4 separate regions of the Mus musculus genome follow, and regions 2, 3 and 4 are each linked to region 1. The links are chromatin contacts, called in public Hi-C maps. All regions are on one chromosome and are shown on one strand. Each heading gives the region's core, a stretch centred on a gene start, on an enhancer-like site or on the middle of the called end of the contact. The rest is flanking DNA. Distances are from core to core; before and after follow the strand shown. Region 1 has its middle 15 kb from the start of Gm32379. Region 2 has its middle 11 kb from the start of Gm41111. Region 3 overlaps Gm32645 (a long non-coding RNA gene). Region 4 has its middle 8.0 kb from the start of Gm41112.

Region 1 (3,324 bases), core at 524-3,023:
ATGTGCCCACCCCGTGTGGGACCAAGAGAGAGCAGAATGGCATCTTGTGATGGGCCAGGTACCCACACCCTCTGCTCAAGGACTTTGCTGAGAGCTAAGAATGATCATATCCATTTAACAGATAGGAATCCAGAACTTTCCTGAGGACCCAGAGTTGGACAGGGGACAGTTCAGGGACACAGGCCTGGCTCCTCAAAGATATAAGCCCAATGCCTCTGCCTCTGAATTAAATCCTTTGCCATGATCCACAGATACTTCTAGAAAAGAATTATCATGCCATTGACTGACTTCCCAATGATGCACAGATCACTCCAGAATCCAGGACTTAATGCATGGAGCTTTCCCCACAGGCCTGAGTCCCAAAGATGCTGCCAGCAGAGGATGCCTTAAACCTTCCTCCTGACAGTCTCGCTGGCAGAATCCCAGAACTGCAGTGCTGAGGGACCTGGAAGAAGTCTTTGAAGTCTCCCTCATACGGAGCTGCAGAAAGAGGCTTGTTGTCTTATGCAGAGAGCAGTTGAAGATATCAAAGGGAAGATAGGATGTTAAATTTGAGTGATCAATGTTTAATAGTCAGGGTTGTAAGCTGTCACGAGGGATGCAGTGGGTGGGAAGCCTCACGTACTGTAGGATTTGAGATGACACTGCCCCGGGCTGTGGAGGAGCCCTCTGGCATCCCTGTAAATAGGGAGGACAGATCAAGAGGTACAGGGGTGAGCCCACACTCCTCTGCCTGGCTGCTTATGTGGGGGGCATTGCATAGAATAGGGATGTTTTGGGTGGAAGTAAACCCTCAGATTCTGACCAAGCAGCAACCAATCATACAAATATTGGTCTCTTCTCAACAGGACGGTTAAGGGCCCCCAGAAAGGTAGAGAGGGGTCCACCTTGGATTAAGGAGACCTGAGGATCCAGCCCTTGTCAGGGATAACTTCAACATTGCACTGAAACTTCTCTGGGCAGAAATAGGAGGCTGCATGGACTCTGGGAGAAATGGATGCTAAAGGGGGTGGGACCTTCCTCTGTAGGACAGTCTCAGGGGCAGAGCCTGCCCTTCTGGGTCTCCTAGCATCTATGATGTCTGTTGCCATTCACAAGAGCTTGGAGGAATGTCAGCTCCCTTGCTTTGTGATATCCAGACCCTAGCAGATGGGGTGAGCTCCCCCAACCCAGGCCCTCTGTCAGTCACCCTCACAGGTTGTTCTGTGGCAGGGAACACGGCTCCCTCTGGTCCCTCCCCTGGAGCTCATATGCACGGCTGTGGAGTGACAGGGCTGAGGACCAGAAGGAGCGAGCTCCCTAAAAGCTTTCTTGGCTGAAGAGCAAGAGACAGGCTGGGCTGTCCCCACAGGCAGCCCTCATCTGTTCCCAAATTCGGGCATCCCCAGAGAGCATCAGGAAGGGCTTGGAGGAGTGGAGATGCAGACTGACTGACAGAAGAACAAATCCTGAAACTCCAGCCCCTGTGCCTGGCTAGGCAGGGGCCTCCAGACCTCACATGGCTGCCTGCCACCTCCTGAGCAAAACACAATTTCACGACTCTTTGGGGGATAAAGGATTTTATTTACCTCTTTTCAAAAGCTTCAGAATTCTTCCTGAACATCAAATAACTCCTGGCAAACACATCCTGATGAGTAACACGAAGTGAAATAGAACCAGATGGGCTGACTCGCTCTGGGCTTGCGCGGGAGGGGGAAGGGCGGATCTCACTCACAGAGAGGCTGGGCTGTGGGCCACAGGAAGTGCATCAGGAGGGGGGCACAGCCTTCCAAGCAGGGAGGGGACAAAGTCCCCTGGACTTTGCCGGAGATGGAGTCACACTGCCTGCCATCTGGCTTTGTTGGGAAGAGAAAAGAAATGGGGTTTCCGGCAGCCTGTTGGTGGCACCCCAGCAGTGTGGATCATGCCAAGCCTGGCATCTATGGCACTTGGGACCCAGGGGACTCTGAGACATAAGCTCCTGTGATAGGGAGATTGGATGGCCAGTGTATTTAGAATCCTCTAAGAACCTCCTGAGGACTCCGCGAATTATCCAAACAAGAGTGCTCTCTCTCTCTCTCTCTCTCTCTCTCTCTCTCTCTCTCTCTCTCTCTCTCTCTCTCTCTTGATTTGGTTCCACTCAGCTGAAACACACCATTTCCCAGCCTCTTTTCAAGAGGAAGCACTGTAGCAGCCCTGACCAGTGGGAAGCAGCTAGTGTCTAAGCCACTCCTTCCTTGTGCCATCCTTGACCTCCAGGAGGGAGGCTACAGCTGGAGCTGGAGTTCCACGGATGAGATGAGCAAGTCTGGTGGGGCAGGGAGCCTGAACCGCACATGCTCTGTGGAGCCACTGACTTATCCTTGAACATCTCTGGCCTTGTGCCTATCCGTGAGGATGTGCTGCTGTGGGGTTAGGCAGACGATATTAGGGTTCTCTGGATCCTGACACCAGACCAGTGGCTCCAGTCCCAGGGAAGCAGTCCTAGCAATCCAGACTGCATCAACTAATCTCTTATGCTCCAGAGACTCCCATGCCTCATGTAGCTGTCCCAGTTGCCTTAGGGGTCTCCTGCCCAACTCCTTCAGGAGGCTCTTGCCACTTCCACGGCAGCAGAGGCCACTAGCCCCAGTGTTCAGCCTGCCGCGCCCCCCCCCCCCCCGTGACCTCTCCAGACGGTAGCCTGTCTTTTAAGAGCAGAATGTTAAAACTGAGGGTACCGACCCTCTAGCTTATCTGGGTGTGGTCATCTTAACATGGGGTTAGATAAAATGAAACTTGTGTGTGGCAAACCAGGCCATGTTAGTCACCCAGGGTGGTAAGAGAGCCACATGGGAACTTGGAAAGCTTATCCATTGATTTTTTTTTTCTGGCATGGACTTTAACGGCAGGATCTCTTAGATGACAAACATCTGAAGCAGAACTTTTACATGTAAGGCAGACTCTGACGGGCCTCTTCTGGGAAGTCCTGGAGATTCTGCAGAGCACTGTTGGAAGTCACCGTGGCTGAAAGCAAAGGAAAATGCAGACAGCTAGCAAGCTGGGCAGAGCTGGGAACAGCAGCAGAGTTTGACTGCTAGTGGTTCCCAGCTCCTCCACACCAAAGGCCCCAATATTGGACACATGCGCTTCTTCCAGCAGATTCTTAATTGGGGCTCCAGGCCATCCATAGGCGAGGCTTCCAACCTGCAGCCCCGGCTTCCTCTCTCTGGCACTGTGTCAGTCTCCAGCCACTGCTCATGCTGCTCACCTTCCACACAACTTTCTCAGAGACTGGCCTAACTTTCCTGAAGGAACATGTCCCCTGACCCATTGCTATAGTATGTTCAAGCTCATATTTCCAAA
Region 2 (3,324 bases), core at 542-3,041, 230 kb before region 1:
AAGAGGGCACAAGATCCTCTGGAACTGCAGTTACCAAGAGTTGCGCTCCATTATGTGGGTGCTAAGAATTGAACTCAGGTCCTCTGGAAGAACAGCTAGTGTTCTTAACTGCCCCAACGCCTACCACCTTGTTGGGGATTTTACCTCTAGACAGAAATCCAAAGAGCTGCTTTTCCCAGGTGACTCCAGGTTACACTTCAGTACTGTAGTTTTCTGGGAAGACAGACTGGCCCTGTGCTTGAGCAACACCTACATGCCTACAAAAGAGCTGCATTTGACCAGCTGCAACCATCAGAAAGTGGGTGGCCAGTTTGGAGTGACCACTTTATTAGAGGGACTCTAGCTATACCAGAACCATGACTGACTCCTGGAGCCTATACACGGATTAATATCTTTCACCTGTCCACAGAGACATCCTCCTAGGACCTGACCACACTGTTTGAAACTCTCTTGGACAGGAGAGATGGCTCACTGTGTGAAGGCACTTGTTATACAAGCCTGGTGACCTGAGGTTTTTTTCCTAGAACCCACCGTGGAAGGAGAGAACTTTATTCCCAAACAGTGTCATCTGACCTCCACACAGATGCCATAGCCCATGTCTGCCTATGCACGCGTGCGTGCGTGTGTGTGTGTGTGTGTGTGTGTGTGTGTGTATGTGTGTGTGTGTGTGTGTGTGTGTGTGTGTGTGTATGTGTGTGTATGGACAAACAACAACAACAACAACCCTCCCTGCTGTAGGGTCAAATTGCAACTCAGCCTGGCTCACAAGCGTGGTGACCGGCCTGCCTGCCCCTGGTCTCCTGCTCTGCTCCCCCACTCCCACATCCAGCTCTTTCATTTTGTACTGCTGCCAGATTCAAGCATTCATCGCCGGTGAAATGATCGATGCTGTCTTTCACCTCGTCTCTGTCTTGAATGCCCTTCCTTTCCTAAATAACATCTATTCCTGCTTTTGAATTAATCTTCGCGCTCCCGTCCGTCAGCTAGGAAGCCTTCCATTAAGCACTCCAGATTTGAATTATATTCTCCTTCCTCTGCTCCCACAGCAGTGGAGACAGGGGTGCTGCACCTTGAACAGTGGTGGCTTCCCGGATATTCTAGGCAGAGACCCCCTTTGCTACCCACTGCGACCCTTTGCTTCTGTGTTTGGGAAGGTGGCTTATCAAGCTACCTACTTGGGAGGATGCCATCAGAGGGAGCAGAGACCTGCCCACCACTTCTCAGGGAAACCCAGGGTACCCCCTTGTCTATCACTACCAATGTCTTTATGCCTGCCATTCTTGCTGTCATATAGCAGTGATCTAGTCACAATAACCAAGGTGGCCTGATAACCAGGGATGTCCAGCGCAGGAATGTTGAATTAAACAATACATGTTTGGCTAATGCCCTTTGCTGCTCACTATATCAGGGTCTTGACTGCATGCTCATAGGATGGGAGATAATGGAGACTAACAAGGACTTTGGACATATGCTCTGGAATCCTAACACAAATCTCAGGCTCAAATGTAGCTTTCTACAGCACCCTTAGTGTTGAGCAGAGGCAATATTCTGTATGGACTGCTGCAAGGGAACATCAGAGAACATGGAGGACCATCCGTGGCTGTTAGAGGCAGGGGGTGGGGCGGGACTGTAGAATGAGATTCGGGAAAGCATCAACTCTGAAACCACTGGGATCTTAAAGGCAGTTGTAGTGTGAACTCCAGAGCTCTCTGTCGCCATGCTCCCTTGCTGGGATCTGCAACCGTGTTCCCAGGCATTGAACATTTAGCTGCTGGGCAGGGAGGGAGGTGGGGGTGGAAGAGTGGGAACAGCCAACAACTCCTGGGGACAACTGCCTCCTCCAAGCCTTTTCTGCCAGGATCTGAGGAAGCCTGTTTACACGGGTCCCCCCTGTGGTCTCTGCTGCTTAATATGCCTTTTGAAAATGACGCTCGGTGGGATGTGTGCACATTTGTAATTACAAAGGCCCGGCTGTTTTTTTTTTTTTTTTTTTGACAATCTGTGCCTACTAATTTCTCAGCGGCAGGGAAGGGAAGCAGGAAATGTCCCCAGCCCTGCTTCAGGAACGGGCAGGCTCCTGAGCGGTGTGGTGAAGGACTTCTATTTACAAAGTCTGTTCATTCCAGACCAACTCTGCTCCGCCCAGGGAGGATCTGAGCTGCACTGGGAGGGGATGAGCTGTCCAGGGTGGCATGGGGGCATGAGAAGGTCGTGTGAAGCTTCGTCCTGTTTACGCTGCTCTTGTGGAAGTCCTGGTGTCCCTCCATATCAACCCTGGCAGGAACTGGGAGGATAAAGCAAGGCATTCCCAGAGTGGGAACCTCAAGTGGCTCGTCATCTCATCTCGAGGGGAGACAAGGGTGAAGCCCACAGGCAGAGACAGCCTTCCCAGTAACTGAGACACCGACCTGGGCTCGCAGGAGAGGGATGGAGCCTCGGGTGGAAAGAGGAGGGCCTGCGGAGACCACAGCCAAGTCTTTGAAACTGAGCTGTGGTTGAAGCCAGGTCAACACACTCACAGGCCTCCCGCATGCTATCGATGTCTGGGTGGAACCCCACCTGAAAGCCTGCTGAAACGCAGGGTCCAGCTCTGCCTTTGCAGAACAGTGGCTCTTTGAATCAAGGTGTCCGAGAATTAAGTTTCCCCAGTGTTCCCAGGGCTCAGACTTAAAGTTGAGGCGGGCATGGGGGTGTGGGGTGGGAGGGGGGGGTGCAGAACTTGATGGAGTTGCTGATAGGTCTCTCCTGGCTAAAAGTGATGACATTGGCAAGAAACTGATCTTTCTGGGGAGCAGAAACTCAAGAGCCCTCAAGTGCAGAACACAAGGCCAGCTGTGTGACCTGCCACACAGGCCTGGCTTTGATACCTAAGGAGGTAGTGGCAGGGACCACCTGGTATTGGGTATCAGTCTCAGACCCCGAAGGAGCAGAGCACTAGAAGACGCCTCTGATCTTGTCTCCTCCTTCTTTGTATAGAATCAGAACACATTCAGGCCAGAAGCAGAAAGCGTGTAATCACTTTCCTTCCTCTGTGTCCCAGACAGACAAATTGAGATCCAGATCTGTGGCCTCAAGGGACTTGTCCTTAGGCAGCAGTGCACAGATATGGGACTCAGAACCGGTGCTCCGGGTCTCCCATGCACTGCTAGCTGCGACTGGAGAAAGAAACAAAAGTCACAGCCCGAAGAAGGCCTTTGTCACCGCAAGGCAGACCGGAGTCACAGCACACCTCCATCTGGTCGTCTTCTCACTCATTTTGGGAGCCTGCTGTGCGCTGTTCCCCCACTGTAAGCTGATGCCCACACCACAGTGTCTGGCCAAAGC
Region 3 (3,324 bases), core at 533-3,032, 190 kb after region 1:
GGTGGGGGAATGTGTGCAGGACAGCACATGGCTACAGCTACAGGACTTGCTATGAATGGAGCACATTCTGGCTCTAGGTAGCTTCACCATATACTCCAGCTCTTCCTCCAATCCATTGGTTTCATCCAATCCAGTTCTCACAGTGGATTCTTCATTGGGCTCTTTGGGCCCTGAGCTCATCTGCGCCCCTCTGTTCCTTGCCATCTTTGTTGCACAACACAAACAGCTTCCAGTTCTGTCCTGCCTCTGAGACTCAGGACAAGCAACGACACATTGGGTCCCTCATCATCACCATAAAGCTGGTTAGCACAGCTCAGACAGTGGACACTTGCAAGGCCTAGTGTTGTACCCTACAGAAGGGCTTGGCCCTGGACATATGTAGCTAGTCTAAGGGTATTTGTACCTGTCCCTCTTACTATATGTATAGTATATAACAGCAGAACATGGTCTTTCAAGGTCACACTCCCAAGCTCAGTTTTCTTATACAGAAACAGTAAAGGAGTCAGAGTCTACTCTTCTATCCCCACCCTGTGTCTGATACCCCAGCAGGACCCAGTGAGACTGTAACCTCTCTGGGAGCAAGGGACATCTAACAACATCCATGCCCACATCCACCTATTCTTTCAGCAGCCATATCTTTGAATACATCCCATAGGCTAGGCACTATGCCAAGTGCTATCTGCCCATAGCAAGGCTTGGCCCCAAACTGGTTCAATCAGTGTTTGTAGACTGATTCTTGGCCTCTCCCATCTGTCTGGACAATGAAGATCATGACCATGGGTGGGCCCTGGAAAGACTCCCATGAGCAAGTCCCTGACTACCAGTAGCCGAAACACAGCTGTTTCTCCCAGCAGCTCTTGTGCCTGTGACTTTCTCTGACTTCCTCTGGGGTGAGCAAGGCTCTTTTTCCCCCAACATAAGAGAACACAAGGCATAGAGAGGTGTAGTGTCTGTCTGCAGACACACAGCCAGAGCTAGGAGCTCAGGTCTGATGGGTGCAAATTCCAAATTTTAGAATGCGACCAGCTCGGGCAAGTAGAGATGTGTCGGAATGTGCCTGGGAGTCTGGAGTTGAGATTAATCTCGAAGGCCAGCATCAGGCACTGCTGAAACCAAACCCCAGCAATGGCTGCCTCTACCAGCTGCTCAGCTGGGTAACGTGCCCTCAGATGTCTCGTGGTAAACTATAGGACATCTGTACCAGACAAAGCCTGCTGTCTGTCTAAGAGAAGAAAGGGAGAACCACAGTGCTTGTAGAGCCATTGGTCCCTGGGCAAGAACATGAAGTCTCAGAGTTCAGGGACAGTTCTTAGGGAAGCCGGAAGAGTAAGTAGAAGCAGAATCCTCCTGCGGAGGTCAGCTTCAATTAAAACATCCAGCCTCAAGGAGGAGGAGGAGGAGGAGGAGGAGGAGAGGAGGGAAGGAGGGGAGGAGAGAGAGGGGAGGAGGGGAGGAGGGGAGGAGGAAGGTCTAGGGTTGTAGAGGCCTTCCAACATGTTTCTCTGCTCCTCAGTCACAGAGGAGGCACTGTGTACCAGTGCCCAACCAGTATCCACATTTTCTGAAGGCAGGCCCGAGTTGTCAATCCAGAGACTAGACAGAAGAACTCAGCTCCACATGTAAGTGAGTCCCTGTCCCTAGGCAGGCACAGGCCTGGCCCTGGTTTCCTGATCTGTCTTGGCTATTGAAATCTAATGGGAAAGGGGGTGCAGAGGAGGCCTGGGATCTAGGCAAACTGACAGCTGAAGAATCAGCAAGACCCAGCCCAGGAGTCAGGCCTGACTGTGCTGGCCACTATCCAGACAGCTGAGCCTAGCTTGCAGTCCAGGGGCACATGACACTCCAAGGACCAAGTAAAGCCTGGGCTCCCATGTGAGTCTGGACACTCAGGGCCACTTGGCAGGCAGCAGGGTTCGGAGCCTGATGCTCTTCCCTGGTCTCAGGTTGGATTCCTACTGCTGAGACCTGCATGCATGTGGGAGTCATCTTGGCTGTACTGCCCATGGGACACATCTCTAAGGTCCAGCCTTGTTGTGCTCCCTGGATGTCCATAAGCAAGCTACTGGTCATTTGCCTGTGACTTCGGTGCCCTGGGATGAGAGCCATGACCAGGTTCCTGCCTCTCCAGTGCCATGCTGGTACATGCACCCTCGTGTGCAGGTTTATGAACACCCTGCACCAGTATGGCACTCCATGCAGGGGAGTGCCCTGCCATAGAAAAGCTGGCAAGACAGTGAGGCAGCAGGCCCACAGCGAGGCCCCTAACAAAGGCGGGGCGTTGGCAGGCAGCAGAAGAGGGGCGGGCTGAGATGGATGTGGCTTGGAGCCTAACAGGCCACCAGCAGCCGCAGCATCTGCTTTTTCTCACCTCTAAAGGGAATCGATTTGTCTCTGACTGATTTCCCTGACGTCTAGTTTTCTTCTCCGCCCGGCTGTCAACCCAGCCACTGTGCACAGGGCGGGGGAGGCCCTGGCCGTCAGCCTGCCTGCCTGCCTGCCCGCCTGCCTGCTCCTACCTCCCCATGCGCCCACATGCTCAAGGCTGATCTCATACTCATAGCCACAAAAAAAGCCCACACCCCACAGACAGCCTACCCACCCCAGACACAAACCCCACAAGATATGCACATCACACCCACCCACACACAGACAACCTGCCCACAACATAGACATCCCACATAATACACATAACACGTACACACACACAGATAACAACCTGCCCACAATACATTCACAGCCACACACAGGCAACTGGACCATAACCTGCCCACAACATATACAACATACACAACATACACACCCTACACAATACATACCCCATACATATATACACACAACCCACCCAGAACAACCCACTTACAGATAACATGCCCACAGCACACACACATGCCACAATGTATATGTATATACATGTGTTATATGTTATCATACTCCTACCCATAGACAACCTGCTCTCAGCATGTACACAATACATAGACCCTCTCTTTCAGATGATGTCTCCTCCACTCACACATATATACACACATATATAGACATACCTCTCGCCTGTATTTAACAGACCCACACACCCTGAACTAGATACACAGACCACTCATGCTCCCACTTACAGGTAATGTGCCCATTACCCCCCATCCCCCCGACCTGATACACACTCCACATATATCAGTCCACAGACAACCTGGCTACAAACATCCACATACTATACACACCTCACAACACAAAGACAACCAGCCCACATTACATACACAACACACAGAACACACCCCCTAATCTGGCAGACAGATAGACCTGCTGCTTGCAGTGCAAACATACCCATGGGTGCCA
Region 4 (3,324 bases), core at 262-2,761, 180 kb before region 1:
GAGTGTCAGATCCCCTGGAAGCATAGTTAGATATGGTTGGAAAGCACCACGTGGGTCCTGTGTAAGAGCAGCAAATGCTCTCAAGCACTGAGTCACATCTCCAGCCCCTGCAAGGCCTGTCTGCATTTGTGTAGTGAAACCTCCACCAAGCCAGGGAGTTGGAGTCTTCCTGGCTGCCTTGCCTCCTTGTCTGCAAGAACATGGAGGGTGAGGACTGTGGCTTGCCCCCTACTGCTTGTCCCAAGACTTGTCTCACAGTGAGTTGTGGGAAAGAATCGGGGTCATCCCCAGCTTCAGAGTCTTCCCAGTCAACCCCACCTGCCTTTGTCATCCACTCGTGGGATGACAGAAAGGTTATTTCATGTGCCATCAGATGGAAATAGCTATATCTCAGGGCATGCGGTGGTGTCCCCAAATCGCAGGGCTCAGGGATGGTGAAGCTTTCGGCTTGATTCTGAGCCTCAACTGTCCACAGTCCAGCTCAGGAAGAGTCAAGGCTCTCAGGCTACAATATACATATATACAGACATCACACACCTCTCTCTCTCTCTCTCTCTCTCTCTCTCTCTCTCTCTCTCTCTCTCTCTCTCACACACACACACACACACACACACACACACACACACATGTATGCACACGAGCATGGAGTGGGGTACTGTGGCCGAGGGTAGTTTATCCCATGAATTTCAGAAATATCTCCTGGTTCAAAGTGTCTCTAAGTGTTAACTCTGTGTCATGTATTTGGGGCAGAGGGCAGACAGAGAGTAGCAGGAAGGTGAACAGATTCTAGGCGTGGTAGTTCTCAAGGTTAGCATATATACCTAGACCACCTATCTTCAGGCCATCATCAAAGCAGACTCCATGACCCTGAGTGGCAGGTTGTCAAGACTTCTGGGAGTTGCTGTGCTAGCCAAGGAGCGATAGAACTCAGGAAACATCTGGGGAGAAGCTAGAGGCAGGAAGGGCAGCACTTGCTCCGGGAGCCGTGTTTTAAGAAGGCAGGAGGGGGAAAGATGGCAGCTGAGAGATTGGTGCCAGTCCAGTCCCTGTCAGCCTAGGGGCAAACATTGCCAACACACTGTCTCTGGAGCAACATATGTCCCCAAGCCCAACCAACCCCATGCCTGAGAGTAGAAACGCCTCTCAGGTGCCCTGGACTCTTTTCTTGGTTTTGGAATGTGCTGGGCCACCCCTAAGGCTCACTTTCCAGCTCCTGTGCTCTACTGAGAGTTCACAACCATGTCAGACATCGTCAGGGGATTCTGGCGCGACACCCCAACTCGTAACACCACAGCAGGGCAAGAGCTGGCTCTGCAAGGCCATGACTGGGAAAATCATCACCCAAGGTGGGGCAGGATAGGCTGCAAACTCCCCCCCCCCTCCAGGTTCCTCTGCTCCATCCTCTGCCGTGACCCATAAATTCACCAAGATGAAGTCATTCCCCAGCCGTGGCTGTAAAAAGTCAGCTGCATAGCTGCAGAGTTTGCAGCCGAGTCAGATTATAAAATAAAACCAGAGATTCTGGAGAGCGGAGGGTCAAGCCAGCCAGCCCTGAGGGGAGGGGAGATGGCTGTTCTGTTGTTTTTAACAAGCACCAGAAGGTTTCAGCTTTGTAAGATTCCTCACCCTGCTCCCCCACCTTCCCACAACTCCTTTTAAAGTAGAGGATCGTGCAACTTCAGGGCTTCTTCAGTGTTACAAAAATAAAACCAAAATACAAACTTAAAAAAGAAAAAAACAACAACAGTCTGTAAGTTCTCTTTCCTGCTGTGTTTGAAGCAGACCTCAGACCCTATTCTTCTGAAGTTTCCTGAAATTTGACCAGAATCTGGGAACTCAGAGAAGTCACAGACCCTGCCTCTTTCATTCCCTGAAGCCGGAGTGAGAGCCAGAGCCAGGAAGCTGGAGTGGCCCAGGAGCTGAGCATGCCACCTGCCCAACTCCAGTGGGACAGCTTTCTGATCTACATAGCAGGTTCTTGCCAGTTGCCTCTGGTCCCTCCAGGTCAGCCTTCACCACTTTCTCCATCTGAGTACATCCCTCATGCAGACACTAGGGGATGGTCTGGGAACAGAGCAATTGACAACGCAGACAAAGGCACTTGCCTCTGCTTTCTCTATCTGGGAAGGGCTGAGTAGCCAGAACCTTAAAAAAGTGAGACCACTAATGTCCTTGTCATCCTTCTAGCAAGGACACCCATGAAGGTCAGGCTGAGACCATCTCACATGTGCAATAACCTCTTAGCTCACCAAGTACCCATTTAGTCTTTGTACATCATGAGGAAAGAAATGAGCTGCGTAACAAATGACTCCAAGCACAGAGATCAGAACAACAAGTGTGCATCGTCTCATGGGATCTCTGGATGCACAAAGTCAGGAACGAGGCTGTGGTGCATCTGATGGCCTGACTGAGGCAGGTCCTCCCCTCTCCTCTCCCATGCATGGAGGTTTTTGCAAGGGCCTATTGAGGAGCTTGTTGGACAAAGGGCTCAGTTCCTCTCTAACTGTTGCCCTGAAAGTCCTTCTCTGTGGCTGCACAGACCTCGCTGTAGAAGGTTTCTTTCATCATGAGCAATGAGTGTGCCTAAGATGGACCATATACACTTTTTAATAACATGATCTTTAGTATGGTACTCCTATATAGTTCTGTATTTGGTTTGTTAGAAACAAGTTGCTGGGTCCAGCATACGCTCAAGGGAGAGCATTGTACAGTGGCTGAATACTAGGGGGGGAAGGAGAACTGGGGTCCATTTTGGAGGAGGCTACTTAAAATAGAATCTAAGCGGTGATAACCAAGACTTCAATGTGTATTGAACACCCTCCATGCTCTGAGAGCTGTTTTCAGTGAATTCCATATGAAGTTTTAATTCATACTCACTCCGATTCAGGAGATAGTTTCTCCATCTTACAGACAAAAAGTCTGATCCTCACAAGAGTTACAGAAGTGATTGAAGACTGCCAACCTATAAATAAGTTAAAAAAGCAAACAGTTGGTCCCTTCTAGAGCCTCATACAGTATGATGAAGTTGCCTCTTCTGAAAGGTCATCTAGAGGTCATTTGGCACACTCTCCTTTGCAGAAATGACAAGTGTAAAACCCAGAGACCCCAGATAACTGGCCAAGGTCACACAGTAAATGAGAAGCAGGGGAAAATGGGTCCTTGCATCTCTTAGAGCCCTGGTTCCTGAAGGGAGATGGACGAGAGAAACAGCAGATTTGTAAGGCGGCATCTCACACGAAATGGTGTGTGACATGCAGCTGTGTGGGGTGGGAAGCAGCATGAGTCATGAAGCAGTCAGTGTGGGACATGACGCCCTGAGTTGCG

What was found. A called contact is a pair of places that touch in the nucleus more often than the background predicts.
Region 2: a contact with region 1 is called in a Hi-C map of cerebral cortex, with 2.5 times the contacts expected there. The contact joins two enhancer-like sites. A contact is called at or near these places in 3 of 484 Hi-C or Micro-C datasets (cerebral cortex, cranial neural crest and nephron progenitors), 3 of 115 datasets of contacts at active chromatin or transcription factors (embryonic forebrain, embryonic stem cells and stem cell-derived neural progenitor cells) and 3 of 9 other capture datasets (embryonic stem cells, embryonic tail and embryonic trunk).
Region 3: a Hi-C map of the N1E-115 cell line shows a contact between it and region 1, with 2.8 times the contacts expected there. The contact joins two enhancer-like sites. A contact is called at or near these places in 1 of 484 Hi-C or Micro-C datasets (the N1E-115 cell line) and 3 of 115 datasets of contacts at active chromatin or transcription factors (embryonic basal ganglia, embryonic stem cells and stem cell-derived neural progenitor cells).
Region 4: a Hi-C map of uterus shows a contact between it and region 1, with 2.9 times the contacts expected there. The contact joins two enhancer-like sites. A contact is called at or near these places in 1 of 39 promoter capture datasets (the 3T3-L1 cell line), 7 of 484 Hi-C or Micro-C datasets (the 3T3-L1 cell line, cerebral cortex, forebrain and 1 more) and 1 of 115 datasets of contacts at active chromatin or transcription factors (the NIH/3T3 cell line).

Annotation. Positions count from the first base shown.
Region 1 is chr14:25,225,003-25,228,326 of GRCm38.p6, forward strand. No RefSeq gene overlaps it. Among named protein-coding and RNA genes, the nearest start is that of Gm32379, 15 kb to the left of the region's middle. Within about 2 kb of position 1,774, at least 221 of the 459 cell types and tissues checked have an H3K27ac peak or open chromatin away from gene starts, as enhancers often do. A contact at or near this core is called in the N1E-115 cell line, cerebral cortex, embryonic basal ganglia and 1 more, where this site is marked.
Region 2 is chr14:24,992,105-24,995,428 of GRCm38.p6, forward strand. No RefSeq gene overlaps it. Among named protein-coding and RNA genes, the nearest start is that of Gm41111, 11 kb to the left of the region's middle. Within about 2 kb of position 1,792, at least 29 of the 459 cell types and tissues checked have an H3K27ac peak or open chromatin away from gene starts, as enhancers often do. A contact at or near this core is called in cerebral cortex, where this site is marked.
Region 3 is chr14:25,419,404-25,422,727 of GRCm38.p6, forward strand. Gm32645 (a long non-coding RNA gene) reads left to right here. Exons shown (of 7, transcript XR_003951092.1): 6 at 1,514-1,619. Among named protein-coding and RNA genes, the nearest start is that of Zmiz1os1, 14 kb to the left of the region's middle. Within about 2 kb of position 1,783, at least 98 of the 459 cell types and tissues checked have an H3K27ac peak or open chromatin away from gene starts, as enhancers often do. A contact at or near this core is called in the N1E-115 cell line and embryonic basal ganglia, where this site is marked.
Region 4 is chr14:25,040,995-25,044,318 of GRCm38.p6, forward strand. No RefSeq gene overlaps it. Among named protein-coding and RNA genes, the nearest start is that of Gm41112, 8.0 kb to the right of the region's middle. Within about 2 kb of position 1,512, at least 27 of the 459 cell types and tissues checked have an H3K27ac peak or open chromatin away from gene starts, as enhancers often do. A contact at or near this core is called in uterus, where this site is marked.